2 separate regions of the Sus scrofa genome follow, and region 2 is linked to region 1. Evidence: chromatin contacts called from public Hi-C data. All regions are on one chromosome and are shown on one strand. Each heading gives the region's core, a stretch centred on a gene start, on an enhancer-like site or on the middle of the called end of the contact. The rest is flanking DNA. Distances are from core to core; before and after follow the strand shown. Region 1 overlaps ARMC2 (armadillo repeat-containing protein 2). Region 2 overlaps SESN1 (sestrin-1).

The links. Hi-C and Micro-C count contacts between places; a contact is called where the count stands out from the background.
Region 2: a contact with region 1 is called in a Hi-C map of liver, with 4 times the contacts expected there. The contact joins two enhancer-like sites. A contact is called at or near these places in 1 of 5 promoter capture datasets (liver), 14 of 47 Hi-C or Micro-C datasets (adipocytes, alveolar macrophages, brain and 9 more) and 1 of 2 datasets of contacts at active chromatin or transcription factors (skeletal muscle).

Annotation. Positions count from the first base shown.
Region 1 is chr1:75,066,741-75,074,338 of Sscrofa11.1, forward strand. All of the region lies in intron 18 of ARMC2 (armadillo repeat-containing protein 2), which reads left to right. SESN1 (sestrin-1) reads right to left here. Exons shown (of 10, transcript XM_021090855.1): 2 at 3,976-4,041; 3 at 2,577-2,777; 4 at 1,613-1,795. Among named protein-coding and RNA genes, the nearest start is that of SESN1, 100 kb to the right of the region's middle. Within about 2 kb of position 3,946, at least 20 of the 83 cell types and tissues checked have an H3K27ac peak or open chromatin away from gene starts, as enhancers often do. A contact at or near this core is called in liver, where this site is marked.
Region 2 is chr1:75,150,738-75,158,335 of Sscrofa11.1, forward strand. All of the region lies in intron 1 of SESN1 (sestrin-1), which reads right to left. LOC106508918 (a long non-coding RNA gene) reads right to left here. Exons shown (of 2, transcript XR_001306055.2): 1 at 2,551-7,598. Among named protein-coding and RNA genes, the nearest start is that of SESN1, 16 kb to the right of the region's middle. Within about 2 kb of position 3,349, at least 15 of the 83 cell types and tissues checked have an H3K27ac peak or open chromatin away from gene starts, as enhancers often do. A contact at or near this core is called in liver, where this site is marked.

The sequences.
Region 1 (7,598 bases), core at 2,696-5,195:
GAACTTAATATACTGATGATGACACATTCATTCATTATTACTTTGACTTTATGAAACCCTGATTTAAAAATGTAATAGAGATCATGCTGTATAATAGAAAAAAAAAAGATTAAAACATAATAGAACAGATTTTGTTTAAAAGCAGTTGTGATATTTCAGATGATAGTTTTAAATGCATTAACTATGTTGTTAGTTCAAAGTCTCAAACCACATATATTTGTGTTAAAATAGAAGCTACAGTGTAAAATATGCCTGCGTTTTTCTTTATTATCAGGCATCCTCAAGGAATTTTTAAGATAGGGATTTAAACAACTTGACTACAAATACTCTTAAATCATCAAATTATATTTATGTAAAAAATTATGCTCCAGGTAAAGTCTATAATTCTTTAAGGTCTTATAAATCTGCATCCCTTCTGCATCATTATCTATTTTATAATATTGTATAATTTTACATTACTAGACAGTATGAAAATGCATTATCATATATGAATTCTGAATCTTGATAAAAGATGCTTTAATTATATAAAAGTATCTAGAATGTTTTCTAAAACAATGTCAAAAATATGTTGTATTTTTAAGAATTTCTACTGCATGGCAGATTCTTTTAGACCATGTCAATCTTTTATTCTATTTATTCTATCTTCTTTATTAATAAACAGAACTGGAAGAAACTAGTTTAATGTGGTATTTTACAAAGTTACACAAGTTATCACTTGACATCTATCAGAATGGCTAAAATCCAGAACACTGATAACAGCAGAAGCTGACAAGGATGTGGAGCAATAGGAATACTCATCCATTGCTAGTGGGAACATAAACTGGTACAGGCACTTTGGAAGACAGTCTCTTACAAAGCTAGATACAAGCTTACCAAAATAAAATACAATAAAAATAAATACAAGCTTACCATACAATCCAGCAATCACACTCCTAGTTATTTACCCAATTAAGTTGAAAACTTATGTCTACCAAAAAACCTGCATGTGAATGTTTGCAGAGGCTTTATTCATAATTGCCAAAAACTGGGAGTAACCAAGATTTCCTTCAATAGGTGAATGGATAAACAAACTGTGGTATATCCATACACTGGAGTATTTTTCAGCAATAAAAAGAAATGAGCTATCAAGTCATGAAAAGCCATGGAGAAACCTTAATGTTTCCTGATAAATAAAACGAGCTATTTTGAAAAGGCTATATACTATATGATTCCACCTCTATTTAGAGACAGTAAAAAGAACAGTAGTTTTAGAAGGAAGGGGAGAGAAATGAAAAGCGGAAGCATAGGAGATTTTTAGAGAAGTGAGACTATTATGTACGATACCGTAATGGTGGATAACATGACATTATACATTTGTTAAAACCCATAGAACTGTACAACACAAAGAATGATCCCTCATGTAAATTACAGACATTATTAATCCATCAGTTACAGCAAATGTATATACCAAGGCTAGAAGTTAAATAGGAGAAACTGTGGGGTGGGGTAGTGGGTAGAATATGGGAACTCTACTTTCTGTGCCATTTTTCTGTAAAACTAAAACTGCTGTTGAAACAGTCTTAATTTAAAAAAAAAAAAAAAAAAAGACACCCTAGATATAGTCTCTACTTACCTCAATGTGTTCTTTGGTAATAAGCCAAGGCCTATGGGCTAACACTTTGTTAAGTTCTCCTAAATTCTGTAGTTTTTGAGGAGCATTCTCTAAACCATTAAGCCACTTGGGGTCACCACCAACATGAAGGAAATCATTTACATGGAGATTCACTAAGTAGGAGCACTGATGTCTTGCTGCAGCCTTAAAAAAACAAACAAAATTACTCTATAAATATTAAAATCTTGAACAACTACAAATCTTTTTTCTTTATAATAAGTAAAACAGCTAATTAAGTTTTTGATTAGTATGGTTTCAAGTTTTTCATATGCTAGAGAGATGAAGTTTTCATACAAAACATGTAAAAATTCACATACACCATAGAAAGCATCTTAGAAATATCTCAAGAACAAAATATCTATTTGAACTTTAGAAAATTTTATTATATACCTACTGTCAGAACCTTGGATTAAGAAAACTTCAATTAAGATGCCAACCATAAAACAATGGAATATTACCTATAAACTGAACATAAATACCTCTACTTATGTCAGTCAACTATTTATAATAGTGAAATAATCTTGTATTCTACTTTTTCTTTTTTTTTTTTTTTTTTCCAAAGCCTATGATTTTTTTTTTTTTTATTATTATTTTCCCACTGTACAGCAAGGGGGTCAGGTCATCCTTAGATGTATACATTGCAGTTACAGTTTTTTTCCCCACCCTTTCTTCTGTTGCGACATGAGTATCTACTTTTTCTCTTATTTAATAGAAAAGAGTTCTCAAGGGAGTATAAATATATATTTCCTTTTCTGTTATACGTGAGAGCATACTTATTTAGAAAGAGGAAAAACAGATACTACCTAACAGGAATCCAATTAGAAGTTAGCATATAAGTGTTTATTCCTTTGTTTTAAGTATTAACCATCTCTTTAAAAGATTAATAAAGCAGGCAGAAATAAATTTTCACTGAATGTTTACAAACCATTATTCCAATGTAGTGCCGATAATGCAGGGGTAATGGGCCATCCATTTGCAGTAGATAGTGTTGAGTTTTTAAAAAACTTTCTAAATATTGTGGGTGAAAAACCATCACTAAGGTAATATTATCCAGACGACCCAAAGCAGCAAAAGAATCTGCAAATAAAGTATGCATCTGTGCGTCTTCACTCCCCACTTGGAGAATCTGTATAAGAGAGGAAAGCCATGGTTACAGAGATTGTAAATTGGTGTTAGAAGAAAGAAAGTATGCATGCACTGCATTCTAAGTGTCATTTAGAGGCAGATTAGCGCTCTTTGATAACTCAGCTGGTAGAGCAGAGGACTGTAGAAGCAGATTAAAATTGGCTTAAGAGGAGTTTCCACTTTGGCACAGTGGGATAAGACTCTGACTGCAGCTGCTCAGGTCTCTGTGGAGGTGTGGGTTGGACACCCAGCCCAGTTCAGTAGGTTAAAGGATCTGGAGTTGCTGCAACTGCAAGGCAGTTCTCAGATACAGCTCAGATTCAATTCCCTGGCCAGGGATCTTCCATATTATATGGGTGTGGCCATAAAAAAATAAAATGAGCTTAAGAAAAAGAAGTTAGGGGTTCTCTTATGGCTTAGTGGGTTATGGATCTGGCATCACTGCAGCAGCTCAGATTGCTGCTGTGGCCTGGGTTCAATCCCTGCCCAGGAACTTCCATGAACTCTAGGTATGGTCAGGAAAGGGGAAAAAAAGGAAGATTATAATTCTACAAATTTAACTCAACTAGTAGCAAGACAGAAGAATAAACAGTCGCATATCTTGTAGTAGGGGAGAAACAACAAATGTCAAACATTAAAGGTCATCTAGATAAGCTGTTTGCAGGCTTGGCCAGAATCCAGATAAAGAAGCAAGATTTAGATGATCAAACTTGCAGAGCCTGCAAACAGACACTAATGCCTCTCCTTTAAACAACACCTACTCTCCCTTAATTTAAGGAGAACCAAAATTAACTAACAGCAAACAATTCTTGTGAAAACAAAGCATAGGAGCATTACATATTTAGTATTAAAGATCCAATCTAGCACTGATACCAAGTTTGCCAAGACCAAGTAACTCAGCTTATGGGCACACCTCAACAACATCTGAATATAAGCAGGTGGCACATCACTGGTCAAAAACAAGTCTTGCCTTTCCTCGATTAAATCTGGGTGTTAGAAAAGCATCACAAAATAGTAGAAATCAACATGACTATAACAGCTTTCTAATCTCACTGATTCACTGCCAAAGCATGATGATTAACTGTGATCAGCTCTGTTGCATATTGTTGACCAGCAGCTGTTCAGATGCCAAGAAGTGGGTCATGAAAGCTCTTCCTTAAAAGCATACAGTTCACTATGTACTTTTACAAACAACATACCTCCTTTTCTGGGATGAATCTACTTGGTCCGTGTCCTAGTGGTCGAGGAATTCTAATTCCAAGTTCCTAGAAAAGAAAATTACACCATCTCAGGCCTCCAGCAGTAAACAACATGAATTGAGGCTACAGGAATGGAAGGGAAAAACAGCCAGTTGAACAGAGACAGGCTTGTTTCGGTGGTTTGTTTTCAGGGCCATATATACATACCAATTCCTCTGTTTGCATCACATAGCTGACAACAGTTTATGACTCTGACTAAAAACAATAAAACCTGTTTCACTAAAACCAGAGTTTTGCATAAAGTACTTGGCAGAAAGTCTAGAACAGAAAGTTCAGCACACAGCAGCCAACTCTGTGGATTGTCAGTGATACAAAATAAGACCAATGTGTTTGTACATCCAAAACCCAACCAACCAAAATATCAATCCCTGTTCATCTTGTCAGGAAATGAAAAAACAGTATTCTCTACCTAGATGTCTTAAAGTGAAAGAAGTATAATTATTATTACATCTATAATAACACTTCAAAAGAACAGAAATTTTATGAAAAATTAAACTTCTCTAAATCCACAAAAGTACGTAGGACATAATTTCTATGAGAAATTAATTTTGAGTTTTCCTTAAATTTTTAATTTATAGGATCTCATCAACTTTGCTAATATTTTAGAGGAGCTCAACTAATTAAAAAATAAGGTTTTCTGCCTTTTGACATAGTGAACCTAGAATTCTATACTTTATGTGACAGTGTAGTGTGGTTAACAAAAACTGACAATCTAATCTTAAAGCTTCTATCTTTTCCCTCAGTAAGTGTGCTTATAGAAACAAAACCAAAATATAATTCAACTTATTTTTTTTTTTACAGGTCCATGTTCTATCAATTTAGTCTCGAAACAAACAACCCCCCGACCTTTAATAATCAAATATTAATCCTTGCTTATATATTACAAACAACTATTACTTCACCCTCTCTCTACTGCTTCCTAAAGTTCTTTGTGATATAACCAGATGCTTTCCTTTTAAAAGAAGAAAAAGATGGGGGCGGGGGGGGGGGAGGGAGGGAGAGAAGGACATGTGGCAGCAATTCAAGAAATCTGGTCCAAGTAAATGAAAACCTTTTGAGCAGAATACATTTTAAAAAATTAAGCAGGCAGGACAAAATGGAATAGAATCCTAATTAGGAGAACTCAATATTCATATTCAAAGTACACTCTATTTGCCAACTAAGCCTAAATTTTTATATATGCTTCCAATAATCTTATATCAGAGGCCAGTGATTTCTTACTCTGATAACTCTACACTTATACCTAAGACAAGAATGTCTAATAACCATAGGGGAGGCACTAAATTCACTGGTTAGGCCATGTATATGTCTATCCTATAACAAATGTAAGGGAAAAAGCCCACATTCCTGCTATTTAAAACATCATTTTGGCATAAATGCAGCTGTTTATATGAAATGATGACTCCTAGCCTAACTGCTGAATTTCTGATTCAACTATATACCTATCAAACAAAATAAACTTTGAGGCTAAAAATTACTATTTATGTAATAGTAATTTCTTTAAAATTTTTTTTTCATTTACTTTACTATCTTATTTAAAATGCATTTTATCAAAACACCTATTTCATGGGCTTTTATTAATTTTATACCTAAGAGACACCATTTTGATGGCTTTAGTATATAAAAGGTGGCTTCAAATGGGGGAGAAATGGATTATGAAATAAATGATCTTGGGAGTTCCGGTCATGGCTCAGTACTAATGAGTCCAACTAGTTTCCATAAGGATGTAGGTTCAAGCTCTGGCCTCACTCAGTGGGTTAAGGATCCAGCGCTGCCATAAGCCATGGTGTAGGCCAGCAGCTACAGCTCCTGGGAATTTCCATACGCCACAGATGGGGTCCTAAAAAGCTAAAACAAACAAACAAACAAACAATGATCTTGATACAACTGGAGAGCCAGTCAGGAAAAAGTGAAACTGCAGTCCTAACTCATACTTTACTAAACGATAAATCAGACGTAAGTGAAACCCCCCCCCCCAAAAAAAAACAACAGTATAGTACCAGAAAAAAAAACACTCATGGAGTTAGGCCCAAGAATGCCACAAAACCCAGAAGTCATAAAATAATTTCAGATTGATAAATTGATGACATAAAGACTTTCATATTGGAAAATTAAACATATCACTTTGTTGTACAGCAGAAAGTATCACCCTTGTAAATTAACTATACTTCAGTAAAACTTAAAAAGTTTGATGATAGGCTGCGTTGGAGAGGAGGTAGAGAAACAGCCATTCATTGCTTATACATTTCATTTTGTTTCTTTTCTTTCCTTTTTTTTTTTTTTTTTTTGCCTTTTAGGGCCCCACAGCATATGGTAGATCCCAGGCTAGGGGTCAAATCAGAGCTACAGCTGCTGGCCTACACCACAGCCACAGATACTTAACCCAGTAAGTGAGGCCAGGGTTTGAACCCACATCCTCATGGGTACTAATCAGTTTCATTTCCACTGCACTTATACATTTCTAATGGGAGTGTTCTGAAGTGTGAGGAAAAATGATCAAGAACTATATGAGGAGTGTGGAGTTCCCCTTGTGGCTCAGCAGTAATGAAACCAACTAGTATCTATGAGGATGCAGGTCTCCTTGGGCTTGCTCAGTGGGTTAAAGGATCCAGCATTGCCGTGAGCTGTGGTGTAGGTCACAGATGCGGCTCAGAACTGGCATTGCTGTGGTTATGGTGTTGGCTGACAGCTGCAGCTCTGATTCGACCCCTAACCTTGGAACTTCCATATGCCACAGGTGTGGCCCTAAAAAGATCAAAAATTTAAATATATATATATAAGGAGTATAAATTACTGCAACCTCTAGAGAGCAATTTGAAATACCGATCGAAATTTAGGTTACATACTTTAGTCAACAATTCCATGTTTAACATTAACCTATACTCACATTTCTGAAATATGTAAAAGTATAATCATTCCAACGTTGTTTCTAATAGTACAAGATATAAAACACTAAGAGTACCCAATGTGGTACAGTGGGTTAAGAATCCAACTGCAGCAGGTGGGGTCAGTCCCCAGCTGGCACAGTGGGTTAATGGATCTAGCACTGCTGCAGCTGTGGCTCGGATTTGATCCCTGAACCAGGAATTTCCATATGCTGTGGGTGTGGCCATAAACAAACAACCTGAGTGCCCATCAGTAGAGGATTGTTTCAAAAAAGTTTAATAGGACCACAGACTAGAACAGCATGAAGTCCCTACAAGGAATGAACAGTTCAATATGGGTTGGCTTTAAAAGATCTCTAAAATATACTCTGCAGGAGAAAAAAGCAAAGTGCATAATATGTATATATTGTGTTACTATTTGTAAGGGAAGAGAAAAAAAAAAAACTTAGCAATTCCATTTCTAGGACTTTATCCTACAAATACATCAGCAGCATGTGTATAGTGTGTGTATTTTTAAAAATAAGGCCAGATTGCTAGCATATGGGCCTCAAAACAAAAGGTTGAAGTACATTATTTTGGTTTTATTTCTCTACCAAATAGATAGTTTATATATCAAACTATTACAAAACAATAGCTTTACAATGCCAAGAAAGTGGCTATCAATGTTTTAAAAATGGA
Region 2 (7,598 bases), core at 2,099-4,598, 83 kb after region 1:
ATTTAAGTTGAGCAATGGTGCCATCTAGTGTTCATAAAAGCTACATACAAGAAGCTGCATTCCGAATAAATTTTCATACAATGTTTTGAAGACAAAGAAAAAAACCCACAAATGCAAAATTCATTAGCTAAAAAAGCCTGCTCTATCAACAGTCAAAATCTTTGAAAGAAAGGTATTTCTAAGGAAAATTAAAGAATTGAATCTCTTAAAATTAGTACATAACATACTAGAAGAAACATTTCAGAGAGTATACTCAAGTTCTACTTGCCATAAAGGTCATCTTGTATGAATAAAGTGATCCATTGAGCTTATTTTCTTTTCAATGGCATGTGCTTTTTAGCTTTATTAGAAGAAACAGAAGTATCCATTATAAAAATTTTGGGAAAATGTAGAAAAGTATAAACCACAGCCCAAATGTAACCACTGTTAACATTTGGAGATTATATATACATGCATTTCTTTGATTTTAAGTGTATATGAGAAAAGTAATTTAATTTTCATCAAATTTTTGGCCAATATATTAAAAATTAATATAAGAAAATGATAAATGATCTTTTTAAACTAAAATCAAGAGCTTTCCCTACAACTGAAAAGACCCTAGCCTCAACTTAACATTGTATTCAGTGGGGTGAAAATTTTTAAAAATTGCTATCAGTTACATAATCATTTTGGCCTAGTTTTGAAATAGCCAAAATCTATAAGAACTGGAGCTTATAAAATGAAAAAAAGAAGTTATTTCATCTGTTCCCTTTCAGATAACACTAAACCTATAGTAAAGTATACCAATTTGAGTTTGGGACATCTGAATAAAAATTTGAGTTTGCAATAATGTTTGATCTCATTATTTACTTGGGAATGCTCATTAAAGTTTTAGGTTTTATATTTATTTCCCTTTCCCCTCAAATCACAGAGACAGCTAAGATTTGATTCAATGCTCATTAGATAATCATTAAATGATGACAAGAAAACCATCTGCTACTTCCTACCTTCTGGACAAATGCTGTTTTACATTTAGTACACAGAGTGGGAAGCAGGGAATTTCTTAGGATCACACAGGAATAATAAGGGCAGAAGAGTCATGGGGAAGATGGAGAAAAAAGTGAAAGGTCAAGAAGCTGTGAGAGGGAAGTGGGCAGGCCTCTCCAACAGAACCTTGGTGGGTGCCAATCAGTGATTGGAGGAGGGCATCTATTGGCCAGGATGGGGTGAGGTTCTTTTATCAGGAGACTGGTTGCAAGGATGGGGAGAGGGACAGAGCCTGGGCTCAAAGTATCACTTGCTGGACCACACCCTCTGTTGGCATTAACTAGGTTTCTGAGAATATAAATTAAATCACAACTTGGGAGTTCCTGTCATGGCTCAGTAGTTAACAAATCCGACTAGGAACCAAGAGGTTTGATCCCTGGCCTTGCTCAGTGGGTTAAGGATTCGGCATTGCCGTGAGCTATGGTGTAGGTTGCAGACGCAGCTCGGATCTGGCATTGCTGTGGCTCTGGTGTAGGCCACCAGCTACAGCTCCAATTAGACCCCTAGCCTGGGAACCTCCATATGCCATGGGAGTGGCCCTAGAAAAGGCAATAAATAAATAAATAAATAAATAAATAAATAAATAAAATCACAACTCTTCACAGTAAACAGGGAGATGTGCTCTTCCTTGCACCTAGCTTCAAAAGTTGAGTTGTTGTGGCAGGCTGCTTTAAAATGGTTCCCAATGATTGCTGCCCTGCCTCCTGGTGTTCATTCCATTGTTTTTATATGCTCCCCTTGGGTATGGGCCGGATCTTGTGTGTTGCTTCCAATGAACAGATTAAGGCAAAAAATGATGGCAATGTCCTTTCCAAGATTAGGTTATAAAAGACTGTGGCTTCTGGGAGTTTCCATCATGGTGCAGTGGAAATTAATCCAACTAGTATCCATGAGGATTTGGATTTGATCCCTAGCCTCATTCAGTGGCACTGCTGAGAGCAGTGGTATAGGTCACACACAGGGCTTGGATTTGGAGTTGCTGTGCTGTGGTAGGAACAGCAGCTGTAGCTCTGATTTGACCCCTACCCTGGGAACTTCCACATGCTGCACCTGCAGCCCTAAAAAGCAAAACAAAAACAAAAACAAAAACCCCCCAAAAAAGACTGCGGCTTCTGTCTTGCTGGCACTCTTTGCTAGTACCTGGCTCTGGTTCTTCTCAGGTACTTTCTCTGAAACGCAGGTGGAGGGACCTGCATGGCAAGGAACAGAGCGAGCTGCCAGTGAGCTAGCAGCAAGGAATTGAGGCTCTCAATTCAACAGCTCTCAAGGAATTGAATCCTTCCAACAACTATGTGAGCTTGAAAATGTGTTCCTTGCCATTTGAGCCTCAGATGAGACCACAGCCCTGGTCAAGACATTAACTAACTGCAGCTTCATGGGAGACCCTGAAGCAGGGATCCTATCTCAACTATAACCAGATTTCTGACCCACAGCAATTGAGACAATGTGTATGGTTTTAAGTCACCAAATTTGTTATGAAGGAATAATTCAGTTGTTAAACAAAGAAACACTGCTCAAGCCCACCTGAGAGACAATACCCTGAGAGTCTCTGTCACTGGCTTGTAGCAGCCTCCCCAGTCACCACCAAGGCCTGAACCCTGCTTGTCTTCTTGGCACAACTGGGTACTCTTTTTGTGGGTTGCTGATTACGTTCTCCTCAGTTCACCTGCTGGGTCTCTCTCTCCCACCCAAGGGCTTTTGTACTTCCAATATCTGAAATAAATAACAGAACATCTGAGCAAACTTCCTAGCTCCATGCTTCAGTGACCAGACCAGCTTGGAATTGAAGTGCATGTGTGGTTTCTAAGATAAACCACCTATCCTGACTATATATTATTAATTTATTAATTTTATTGCTTTTTGGAGTTTCTGTTTCCTATTTACCAACTGGTATGAAAATAGTATTTAAAAAAGTACTGCTGTGCCAGTGCATACTGATTGAACATCAGTTTATGCTATAAGGTTAACTCATCAGACAATATTCAAGATTTGAGTTCTATTTCCTTCCAATGAGTTTTTTAAATATAACGAATGCAATTTTTACAACTACTTTTAGCCAGCTCAAACATTAAATTATGATGGCATTACCACATGGAAACAGCCAAGCTAGTGTTTTATTCATAATAAAGTGAGAGAGGGCTCAGACAAAAGTTATAGTTACATGTTCACACACGCACTGACAGACAGCAAAAGGAAAATAAAAGGGGGCCAGAGAAAGGAAACAAAAATGAGGCCAAACTTAGTCTGCAGGGAAGAACAACAGAGCATTAGTTACAGCCAGTCATAAGAGGTTTGGTTTGGGCATGCTGAGGATAGAAGCAGTGTGTACTTGTGTAAACAGATAAGCTGAGAAGAAAAGTTAATTATTACATTAAAATTTATTTGCTCCACTAAGCTGTCTTTATTATCCCAACCCACTCAGATCTTTCCTTGCTCTGAATTACTGTAACACTGTGAATGTTATATAATTTTCCCACATTGATTTTAAGTCATATTCCAATATAAAAGTAACATGTGCTCACGAATAAAAACACAAAGACTATAGGAAAACAGATTAGTGGTTAAGAACATGGAGTCAGACATGCCTCCTGACTCTCCATATTCAGTACTTGAATTAAGTTACCTAATAGTTCTGTTTCTTCATCTATAAAAAGTAAAATTCAAGTCACAGAACTGTTGTATGTGTAAAACTAGACATTGCAGGGAAATGGGCCTTCAAAGGAAGTACAGAGAAAGTTTGTATACATTATTTCAGAATGTGAATGTAAACCTTAAGTGGAAAAACACAAGAGAATAACAGGAATTGAGTCTTGCAGATATGGTGTGACCCTGGGAGTGTCAGTAGCAATTGCACCACCTTTAGGAGCACTGGGGGCCAGGGAAAGCAGCACCCAAGCAGGCTGCAAGTGCTTCTTCTCAAAGAAAGAGCCCAGATTTGGAGAAGGTCCTGTTTCCTTAGCTAAAAAAATCAAGAAACTTAATCCAGTCTCAAAGTGAGGGGGTGCATTCATATTTGTGTATTTGTTTTGGGAAGATATCTTCCTCAAAACCTGTAACCCACCTGAAATCTGACAAATGTTATATGTAAGATGCTTATAACTAAGCATAGCATACAGTAAACACTCAATAAAATTATGTTTGTTAATAATTATTATTATAAAAAGAAATATAAAATCTCTAATAATCTAATCTAACTCTTCTGGTACATGCAGATTTCCTGACATTTCCCTCTCTCTATAAAAATATATATATTTGGCCTACTATTTTAAAAGTTGCTTTTCCACTTAAATATATAATTTCTTCTTTTATGTATTTTAAAATAATTTTCAATAACTGTGTTATAGTCCTTTATACAGATGTACTATAATTTAACAATAATTTAATAACTGGATATTTAGATTATCAACTTATATATAAAGATATGTAAAGATAACACATTTACATCATAAATAACACTTACAGGGATTATCATCATACATCAATCTTTTTCAGATGATTTCCTGGATGTGTAATTACTATGTAGATACACTCCCACCAAGAGAGTTCCACAGCTGTCAACATACTACCATAAAATTTAACATTTTTAGTGAAAGTCTTGATTTATTCTTAATGTTTTTCTCTAGATTATTGCAAAATTCTTAATGGTAGTGGTTGTTTTCAACTTTTTATATCTCTCACAGAATTAGAATAGTATCAGGCATAAAGAAAGATTTAAAATGAATTCTTATTTTTAAAAAGTATACCCATTTCAGCCTTAGATGGAGAGGGAGATCAGCTAGAGGTGAGGTGGAGTTCAGAAAAAAAAAAAAAATAAATAACCCTGTTATTAATTATTTTAAGAAAGCAGAAAGAGCCATAATATAGTTTCATTCCAACCAATAAATGGCATTTAATATAAATTTGTAGTACTAAATGACAGAATATTTACCTCAAGGTTTTACTCTTCACATTTTACTATACAACTACTTCCAAGTTCAAATCAGGAACCAATGAAGACCAGCATAAACTGGAATTAAACACCTCTTAATCTGAACAATAACCACTAAAGATTTATTTACAATAATACAGTGCACTAAAGGGAATAAAAAATAATAAAAACAAAATCAAGAAAAAATATGCATTGCTTGGTGAAAAAGCAAAATACAAGTCTAGCTTGGAGACAGACTTTTGTTTTGAAAATTACTTTTATATGTTAAAATGAAAAAAAGCAGGAAAAGGGCTTGTCAAACACTCATACCGCAATACTCACTACAGACCCAATCATGTGAGATTTGCTTAAATCTCTAGCATCTAAGGTAGATGAACTAAATGTTTAAGGTGGCATTTAGGGAAAAAAAGTATATGTAATCATTTGTTGGTAGTTGTCACTAATTAAGGAAGTGTAACAGATTTTCCATCTTCTTTTACCAGGTTTGTTGCCATAATCAATTTTTTCTTCATGCTATACTAGATTTTTAGTGCACATGCCATAGACAATGAAACTCTGACCTAACAAATGGAATGCAAAAGTATACAAAATGGCACTACTATGAGTGTGAAAATATTTTGTGCTTAATAGTATAGTTATAATGGGATTTACAATTAGAAAACATCAGTGAAATCTAATTTTGTAACATATAAGTAACAAAATTAAGACTCTAAACAATTAAGTACACAGTTCAAATTGGGTACTTCCTTAAAATCATTTTATAACTTTAGTTCATAATTTAAAAAATCAAGATTAAAATACTCCAATTTGATCAGATAAAGTTGAATTATGGAAAGGACAAGAGAAGAGTGCCTTTTACACTATTTAAGCATAATCTTTTATGATTCTAGTGATAATTTTCCATAATAAATAAGAATCCAAAGGCTTTAAAGTGTGCACATACAAATGGCAAAATGATTTCTCTGTGCGATCAAAGTAATGATATAACCTAGGCTTGATTTCATAAGAAGACAACTGAGGCCACTTTCCTTTTTAGCTGTAAACAACTTGCTGTATGACATGTAATGCAATACCATATTTTGGGAAATTTCAAGCATTTATAATCCACGGGAAAAACACTCAACACTCCTACACTATTTTTTTTTAAGCCCACAATAGTGCAGTCTTTCAGCTACAAAGCCAGAAGCCAGTTATAAAACCAGTACTTTTCCACTAGAGTTACTTATGGGGCGGGGAAGGGGATGTTCAGCACTGCAAACGTTAGGGTCTAAAATAAGATCATTGCAAGGAGTTACTACAACACTTGCACTGCCAGCACTGTCATGGCAACAATGAACTAGCTAGGAGAATGCTCTTTTAACATTCAAAGCTAATCTTGAGTCTATTACTCATGGAAATATACCAAATTTTCTTTTAGGCAGTTCACTAAAAAAACCATTTTACTTGGTAATCTCTTAATGTAAAGATAAGCCTTTTATATACCCTATTTCCAAGATCGCAGTCTAGCACCTTCTTGCAAGAGGTGAAGTTTATAATGACAACATACTGAAAATTATGTTCTACAGTGAAACACAAAGATTCAGCAAGGTTCAAATGCAATTTCAAGATGGGTCAGGGTTTAAATAAGAATTTGATACGCAATTTAATAAGATCTAAGAATGTGGTTTCTCCCAGAAACCAAAGTTTTACATTTCATCCTGAAGGAAAAATAATTTTGGAAGAGAAAGCAATATATATTTTCACTATTAGGAGCCATATATTAAATTTTTATTCAGATAATGCAGGATAATGCTGAAAAGCATGGACTGGACTTGGAGTCCCACGGCCTGGGTTTGAAATCTGGCTCCTCCTCTCACTAAGCTGTGATACCTGGGACAAGTTATTTAACCTATCCCAGCCTTGATTTTTTTTTTTTCCTGTTGCATAAAATGGGGATAATAATACCTACTCTTTAGTGAAGACTGAATGAAAAGGGTTAAGGATATATGAAAAGGGTTAAGAACCAGGTTTTGCATATGGAATACCTATTCTTACTACACTCAAAACTATACATTCTACAAAACTAGATTAAGAGACTGCTGAAGATGACTGAACTCTGTCCAATGTGCCACAGATCATAGGAGGGGCAGCCATGGGAGCTCAGGAGGAGGGCCAGAGACACTTGCTACACCCAATGAAGTAAATTCAAGAAATCAAACATGGTACAAAATCTCTTGAAGCCCTGTTACTTCTAGGGTATTTGGGGGCAATGTAATCTTTCCTTAGTTACTTTGTTCTTAAAATCATATCAAGCTGTCTAGGCCAGGCCACTCATCTGGCAAGAGTGAAAGGACTGCTGGGGATTTTCTGCTTAATACATCAGGCTCCCATTGGGGGAAGCAGAGTAGGAACACTGACAGTGCAGCTCTAATCTCTTTAGTAGACCTTTAATGCAGACAGCCTCCGCAGCAGATAACTTGCCTGAAACATCAGACATGCAGTGACTAGGCACAGAAGATTTAGTTGCTTACTGACAGCACTGGCTTACAAGCCATCATTTTCTTTCCTCTATTTTATATCCTTGAAGATGCATTTGAAAGTCAAATGTTCCTAAGTGGAATACTAGACTAGCATGGTACTGGGGGAAGAACTGGTTCTCAGAGTG